2 separate regions of the Rattus norvegicus genome follow, and region 2 is linked to region 1. Evidence: chromatin contacts called from public Hi-C data. All regions are on one chromosome and are shown on one strand. Each heading gives the region's core, a stretch centred on a gene start, on an enhancer-like site or on the middle of the called end of the contact. The rest is flanking DNA. Distances are from core to core; before and after follow the strand shown.

Evidence for each region. Hi-C and Micro-C count contacts between places; a contact is called where the count stands out from the background.
Region 2: a contact with region 1 is called in a Hi-C map of frontal cortex, with 2.0 times the contacts expected there. The contact joins the enhancer-like site here to the promoter of Ptgfrn in region 1.

What each region holds. Positions count from the first base shown.
Region 1 is chr2:191,231,352-191,235,276 of GRCr8, reverse strand. It overlaps Ptgfrn (prostaglandin F2 receptor inhibitor), which reads left to right and starts at 1,845. Exons shown (of 9, transcript NM_019243.2): 1 at 1,845-1,931. The coding sequence starts at 1,883.
Region 2 is chr2:191,265,934-191,269,588 of GRCr8, reverse strand. No RefSeq gene overlaps it. Among named protein-coding and RNA genes, the nearest start is that of Ptgfrn, 34 kb to the right of the region's middle. Within about 2 kb of position 1,923, at least 36 of the 93 cell types and tissues checked have an H3K27ac peak or open chromatin away from gene starts, as enhancers often do.

The DNA.
Region 1 (3,925 bases), core at 596-3,095:
GCCCAGACGTTAAGCATTCTGGGTGGTAAGAAAGCAGAAAGATTGATGAGCTGAAATCTGAGCTTCTGGAAGAGCCAGGCCTTATGTTTTCCTGTAGTTCCAGCATATTTCAGAACTTAACATTGGGCTTATATTCAGGCTTGATAGAATGGAGAGAAACAAAAGAAAATTAAACTTCCTACAGAAATTCTGGGAAAAGAAACAACAGGGGCATGGGTGGGGGTGGGGGAAACTCTGTGAAAGGCTTGATGGCAAGATGGAAATTAAAAGAAAAAAAATTCTTGAGGTGAAATATATTCAACACCAAAGTTACCATACCATCTGAACTGTTTAACTGTTGCCACTCTGTGACCGTGAGTAAATGTCCATTGTTGAGCCGCCAGGAATTTATTTATTTTGGTCTTTTGAAACAGGGTCTCATGAAGCCCAAGCTGGCCTTGATCTCTGTTTGAAGCCAAGGATGACCTTGAACGGATCCTGCCTTTCTGTACAGAGTGCAGTGGAGGTCGTCATGCCTGACTGGAAATAAATTTTTAAGAGTCTCTTTTCGGAAGGTTTCACACCTGGCCAGTCAGTCACATGTCAGTTAGCAGAAATGAGAAACGCGTGCAGAAGTCAGAGCAAGCTTGATGTTCTGCACCGAAGAGGGCAGTTTTCCCAGGAACATCTGTAATTTGTTTCACATATATTAATGAAGGCCGGGGGAAGGGAAGGGGTCACTGGATACCAGAGAGCCTTTTTTGAGTGTCTGAATCATCCTTGTCAAGCTTTAAACAAGGAACACTGATTTCCCCCCCAGAGCTGTGAGGTCTTTTGTATTCAAATCCAAAGCACAAAACTCTATTGTGGGAGAAAAAAGAGTCTTTAATGGAAACCCAGTCGTGTCCACTTTAAGCAATGAATATAGTCTCAGGCGGCAGACATACCATTTGAAGCACTACAGCTATTAATAGATGGTGTGGGTTTTCTTTTCTTTTTTATGGGTACCTTCGTTGGAAGTTGTTCTAATTAGTACCACAGGGACCCTGGAGAGGAGGGAGGTGGGCCAGGAGGGAGGCAGGCCCACCCAACTACAGGGTGGTGGGTTAGAGCCTTGTTGGTTCTGATGGTTGGCTGAGAGTCCCTGGCCAACTCTCCCAAGCACACATCAGGCCTCTGGACCATGAGGGGGTGGGAATTCACTGCCTTTGAAGCTCTTTCAATCCTATCTGTGGAATTATTTTTAGCAAGGGCTAAGCAGGTGGCTGGTGGCATGCTTAGCTGGAGACCAGAGGGTGTACATGTGGGTTGCTGGCTGTGAGACACTCGTGGGGATTCCACCGCGAAGGAATGTCGGGCGTCCCGGGATAGGGCCCAAACGATGAGGTTTCCAGACAAGTCTTCCAGGCCAACTTTTAAAGGTCGGAGGAAAGTTTCTCGAAGGGTGGGGGCCCGAGGGGAAGGCTGGGTGGGCTCGGGCGTCTCCTCCCCTTTAAGCCGGTGGCCCCGGCGCCTCCTCCGTTACCTGGAGCGGGGAGGGGCTTGGGAAAGTTTGTGTTTGTTGCTGGCACAGCGCCGGGTGGGAGGCGCGGGCGGGCGGACGCTAAGGCTCTTCCCTTTTGCTTTCGGAAGGCGGTCCGGGCTGCTGCGCCCTGGGATCGACGAGGCCGGCTCCGGGGCCCGGCGGCTGGCGGAGGGCGGGAGAGGAGGAGGCGGAGGGCCGCGAGGAGCCAGGTGCGCACGTCCGCGCCGGCGCTGGGCTCGCTCGGCCGGCGGGGAGAGCGGAGCAGGCGCGCGGCCCGGCGGAGCAGCCGACTCTGGAGCAGCCGGAGCTGGAGGAGGAGGAGGAGGAGCGGCGGCGGGGAAGGAGGAGGAGGCGGAGAGTCGCTCCCGCCGGCCGAGCATGGGGCGCCCGGCGCCGAGGCCGCTGCTGCTGGCGCTCCTATCGCTGGGTGAGTGCGCGTGGGGCGCGGCGGGGCGCTGGGTCCCGGGGGGGCGCGGCTGCCGCTTGGAGCCTGGGGCACCCGAGGTGCCCGGGGCGGCTCCCGGGAGACCGGGATCCCGAGCGCCGGGCCGCCGGCCGGGAAGGGAGCGGTGTGGGGCCGATCGGAGCCCGGTGCACATCCTCCTGGGCCCGCGCTCTGGGTATCCGGAGCCGCCCGGCCTGACCGAGCCGGGTTCTCACGTGTGCCGGGGGAGTGGCTCGTGGCCGGTTCCACCACAGCGCTCTCTACCTGTTGGCCACCGGGAGCCGGGCTCACCTTGAACTCCCGGCCCCGGAAGGTGCGGGCGGCCCCAACCCGCGTGCCCGGCTGGGCGGAAATGTGAGCCTTTGCTGTGTCCCGCCATAGCTGAGGCCGGTCGGGATCGTTCTTCACTCGCTAGCCCATGCTGAGTTGCTTTTCCAGGGAAGCAAGAGAATCCAACTATCTTCCACGAAGGTCACTGGGTTGCCCAGCGTTACTGTGACAGTCTTGTACCATCCCTGCCATCTAGCCAAATCAGCCTCAGTGTTGCCTTCCAGCGTCTCCTGAAGCTGGCTAGCCTCTGATTAATACACAAAGACCCGAGAGCCCAGCTTTTCCAACTTTTCTACCTGTTACTTCCCTTGTTACTGGCTCTTTCTCTTTTACCCTCTGGAAATCCTTGGTGCCTCTCAGTGGTTTGGCCCGGTATCCCCTCACCCACCCAAGGAATCTTTCCTGAGCTTCCCCCTCCTCTCTCCATTTTCCATTCACTCCTTACACAGACACCATCTTCACGTAGATACACAGGGTGATCTTAACCAGTCACTTGATGTATTTATTTAATGCCTGCTTTGGTTCAGGAAGGCAGATCCCCTAGTGTGGTTATATGCTTGGATCCCTGTGACCAGTGTCATCTAGGACAAGCAGGATTCCAGACCCAGCCCTGGTTCCCTTCCAAGCCCCTGCAGAAGATAAATCTCAAGCTTTCTCAGAGCACATAGTATGTGTTGTCTATCCCAGCCAGGCCTCAGCTGCACAGAGGCTAAATTACTGCACTTCTGATGCTGTGGGGGTCCCAGTGGAGACCTCCCTCCACCACTCCCCTTCTGCTGGCATTAGGACATTACTGTCCCAGCCCCCATGAGTCCTGGCTGCCTGCAAACTAGCCTTTCTGTCTGCTACTAAGATACTTCACCTCTGAGGGGTTTTCTGGCAATGATTCCCTCCAAGAACTCACCTAGACAAAATCCTCCAGCTACAGCCCATGTGCAGAAAACATCCAGTGGTTCTCTGTGGTTTCTGATCTTAGTCCCCTTTAAATTTCCCCTGCCAGGCACCTGTCCTTGTAAGTTGTGTATTTGTTGCACATTGCTGGGGATAGTCCCCACCATTTAATTGACTTATATGTCTGGGTCAAGCAGGGCCGTGGCCTGTGGTGGCACAGATTGCATAGGGCACCACTCCCATCTGCTACTCACTTTGTGGTTTATGTGACTGACTCTCCCTAGAGTGGTCAGTCTATGTATGAACCAGTTAAGAGGGTAGCGTGAGGTAGAAGTTTAAAAAGGATGCCCTTGAGGGACTGGGGTTGCAGCTCTGTATTTGTGTAGCTTTGCCGGGTTCTGGATTCCATCCATCATATCAGACAAATAAACAAGCCACATCCAACAGCCCAGGGTCAGGGGGGTTGTGGGGGAGCACAGCCTAGGGAAAATCATGGTGGTATACCCATGCATCCAACCTTGATGAGACTTAAAAGAATTTTGGGTGTGATTGCCCAGTGCAGATTCACCCACCAATTCTCTGAATGGTTGATGTGCCATCTATAAACTCTGTCCCTTGATACCGTACCAGGTGCAGCTCCAGCCTGACCTCTGAGGCATCCTTCCAGTGTTGATACATTTTCCCACACACTCTGAGTGTGGAAAGGGAGCGTGTTGATAAGCAAGATGGTCATCTCTCAGGTCTTGCTGCCAGAA
Region 2 (3,655 bases), core at 674-3,173, 34 kb before region 1:
AAACAGTCAAGAATTGCAACTCAGATTGGGACAGAAATAAAACCCCCAATTTCTGATTCACATATTCCGTCATACCCGGTTGATCTGGGACAAAGATCAAAAATTCAAATCGGACAGTTCCCAGCCAGGACTTATTTCTCTCCCAATGGGCTGTGTAGTATTAACAAGCAAGGAGTATCTTTTGTGATCACCAGTGATAAGCTGATAATGGAAGAGCAGACACATTTGTCATTTGTAATTTTTATACCTCCCCTCCTTATTATCAGAACCTCGACATCTTGCACCCATCTTTAAAATGTAAATTTACCTACAGCTACTCATCCCGCCTGTCCTAATGCCTGTCAAACTGAGACGAAAGAAAGCTGCATCAAGGCAAGTGTGAGATCCTCCCCTCTATCAGTAAAATCTTCCATGGAACCTTGCATTACTCAAGCAAGACAGATCTGAGCTCTCAATACAGTCAGAAGGGGTGACCTACTTAAAAAGCCAGCAGAGAGAGAGAGAGAGAGAGAGAGAGAGAGAGAGAGAGAGAGAGAGGGAGAGGGAGAGGGAGAGAGAGAGAGAGAGAGGAAACGAAAGTGAATTGTTTTGCTGAAATCTGACACTAAAAATAGGGCACTGGATCCTTCCCCTGCTTGGAAAAAAAAAGGCATTAAAATGAGTGTGTCTGTATGTCTGGGAATATGTCTCCATAGCAACCATTGTCCCACCTCCCCTATCAGCAGCATTACCCTTCTCCAGGAAAAGAGGGCATATGCACGCCTTTCCCAGCACCCCTCCCAATCCCTTACTCCATGAAATCTAATTAAAGAGTGAAATGAATTTTAGCGATGGTCCTAGAGGCTGGGAGAAGTCCAAGGCTGGGGAGGAAAGCGTTTGGGAGGAGGCACAGGGAGACCTGCTCTTCCACACTGGAGGAGCAGCATGCAACTCCTTTCTCATTTTTAAAAAGAGCCGCAGCTTCCAGGCTGAGGGGCTGCAAGGGAGTGATAAACCCGCCATTCGATGATGTTATTACTTTAATGGATGCAGGACTGGTTGAGCACTTCATTTCCACCAGGGCTTCTTAGTTTGCAGCTTCTTCTCTTTACACAGCATCTAGTTTTCCTCAGACCCTCCTTCTGTTATTAATGAATGCTGTCCCCATTTCCTATGACACTTGGGTGAAGGAAGAGGAAGCATCATTTGAGAAAATACATCTGTGTCTGGCATGAGTTGAGTCCATTGCAATTAGGAAACCCCCCCACTTCCAACCTTAAACACTTTGTATTTATATTAAGTGTAAGAGAGCACACAGGGCAGATACCCTGGGAGGTGGAAGCTGATTTAGGCAAAAGAGCTGCAGGGTAGCATCTGCTGGGGTCCTTTCTTTAGGTCTCCAGGAACTGCCTTACCTCCCCCTCCCTTTCTCCATCACCTTCCTCAGCATCCAGGCAGCAGCAGCTCAGCCTCCCTCTTCCTTGCCCAGCACAACCCTCTCCCTCTACTCTGAACAACCCTGCCCTTGTCTCTGTGGTCTCCTGGTCCTGATCCCTGCATTCAAACATTTTCTACAAGTTGGCTACAGGTCTGACTTCATCTTCTATGAGTCCCCCCAAGAGCAAAACTGCCCTCACATAGCATTCGGTCAGGTCTGGACTTGTCCGTGGGACAAACAGAAGGCAGTGCAGGAAGTCTGTGGGCTCGACTGGGGATAGAAGGAAGGGTTAGTTACACACAGCACACAAGCTGGCGTGTTTCAGAGCTGAGAAGAGCCACAGTGAGAAGAGAGAGTGGCTAGGTCTTGTCCTCTGTCCTGCTAGAATGTGCCCAGCCAGCTGTGTGCACACGGAAAGTCAAAAGCTGTGATCTCACGCAGGATGGAGTAGTTGGCACAGGGCAGCGGGCATGTGACTCTGAGCTCTGGGCAGAGCCAGCTGTGGCATCTGCAGTAGCGTCCACCTCCGCTGCCAGCCTTGCAGCTGCAGCAGCAGAAATCTCCACATCCTTGGACTGGATACCAGCTCACCCACTGGGGCCAGTGGGGCCTCCCTTCTTGCCAGCCAGCTGAGGCAGCAAGAGCCCCGGGCTTGCTAAATACCTGTGAAGACTTATAGGAAAGAAAAATCATGAAAGACCCAGAAGCATTGGTCCCTCTTGGGCCAGGGAGAGTCCAGTGACCTCTGGTTTTACCCAGGGTGATGTGGCTTGGAGTACAGTGCTTACTTGCAATCAAATTATGAGAACTAATATTTACTGAGCACTCACTCCGGGCCAGGAGCTTCCCTGCATGTGACTAAAGGTGACTTACAAAGACAGAAACAGATACCATTCTCATCTGTGTTTGACAGGCAAGGTAAGAGGAAGACTAAGGTTTCAACCCAGTTTGAACCCAGGGCACACATGCGGTCTGAGAAAGCAGGTTGGGGAGGGGGACAGCAAGAGAGAGCTGTCAATCCATTGGCAATAAATCTCTAGCCTTCAGATCATCTTCACACCCCGCCCCCAAAGTGCTGAGGAATCTTATAAGACCAAAAAAGAGAAGAATTCATCACATAATCATTGTGTAAATAACATCATTAAACGTTAGTGTTTAAATGAGAAAAAGAAGTCACTGCTAATCCAACCATCCCGAATCACCCATTGACCCTCCCTTGCCTGGCTTGCCTGGGTGCTCCTGTTTCACACAGTGAAGTAAAATTCTCTACTCTCTTTCCACTGGTTTTGTAACAGGGTGCTTTAAGCACAATTTCACAAGGTTATTTTTTAATTGCTGTACCACACTCGTTCCTTCGAGTTCGTGGTACTGAAACTGACTCAGCCAAGGCTCTTATTTTGGACTCTTAGATGATGTCTGGCTTGTCACCACTTAAAAAGCAACAAAAGCAAACCCTCTGCTCCTCTTTTTATTCTTTTTCTGGGTTTCTTTACAGGCTGGGGAGGGCCATTCAACCCATGCGTTCTGGGGGATTGGATAACCTTTGGCCTACAGTCAAGGTTGGCTGGACAGTTAGCGGTACAGGAGCTGGAAGGACTTAATAGATGCTGCTCGTTGCTGAGGACTTGGAGGGGACAAAGGCATGGATGGAATAACCCTCACACCACTGCCAATATGCTAGAAAGGGCGGACACACCAGTCCCAGGGGGAGCATCCACCCTACAGAGGCCACACTGAACATGGTAATGACGCCCTGAGCTCAAAGTGCCAGGGTTCCCTAAATCAGCAGGACTCAGGTACATGATCCAAATGTTCTTTGTAACCAGAGGGACTGACATTGTCCACTTGCCAAGGGTTGTTTGGGACAGTGAAGTTGTGAACCTGTTTGGGACAGGTTGTTGTGAAGTGAGTGGACAATGCAGAAGACAGTGGTGCTTCTGGGTGGTCAGTGGGGACTTCTCTTTCTACAGCACTTTCCTAGCCTTGGATTGGGGTCCTTCAGACTATAGGACCATGAACGGGGCCCTAGTCTCAGCTGGGGTCAATCTCATGGAAAACCTCAAGATCCTGTATATGTCTGGATCAGATGGGATCTTGATGAAGACAGTCCATCTCTCCCAATCTCACACTCAGATCTGGGCAGGCAAAGTGGATCAAACTGAGTCAAAGTGCTCAAATCTTACTTTTAATCTGTTTGTTTTCATTTTTATTTTTTATGTATTTTTTTTTCCTTTTCTT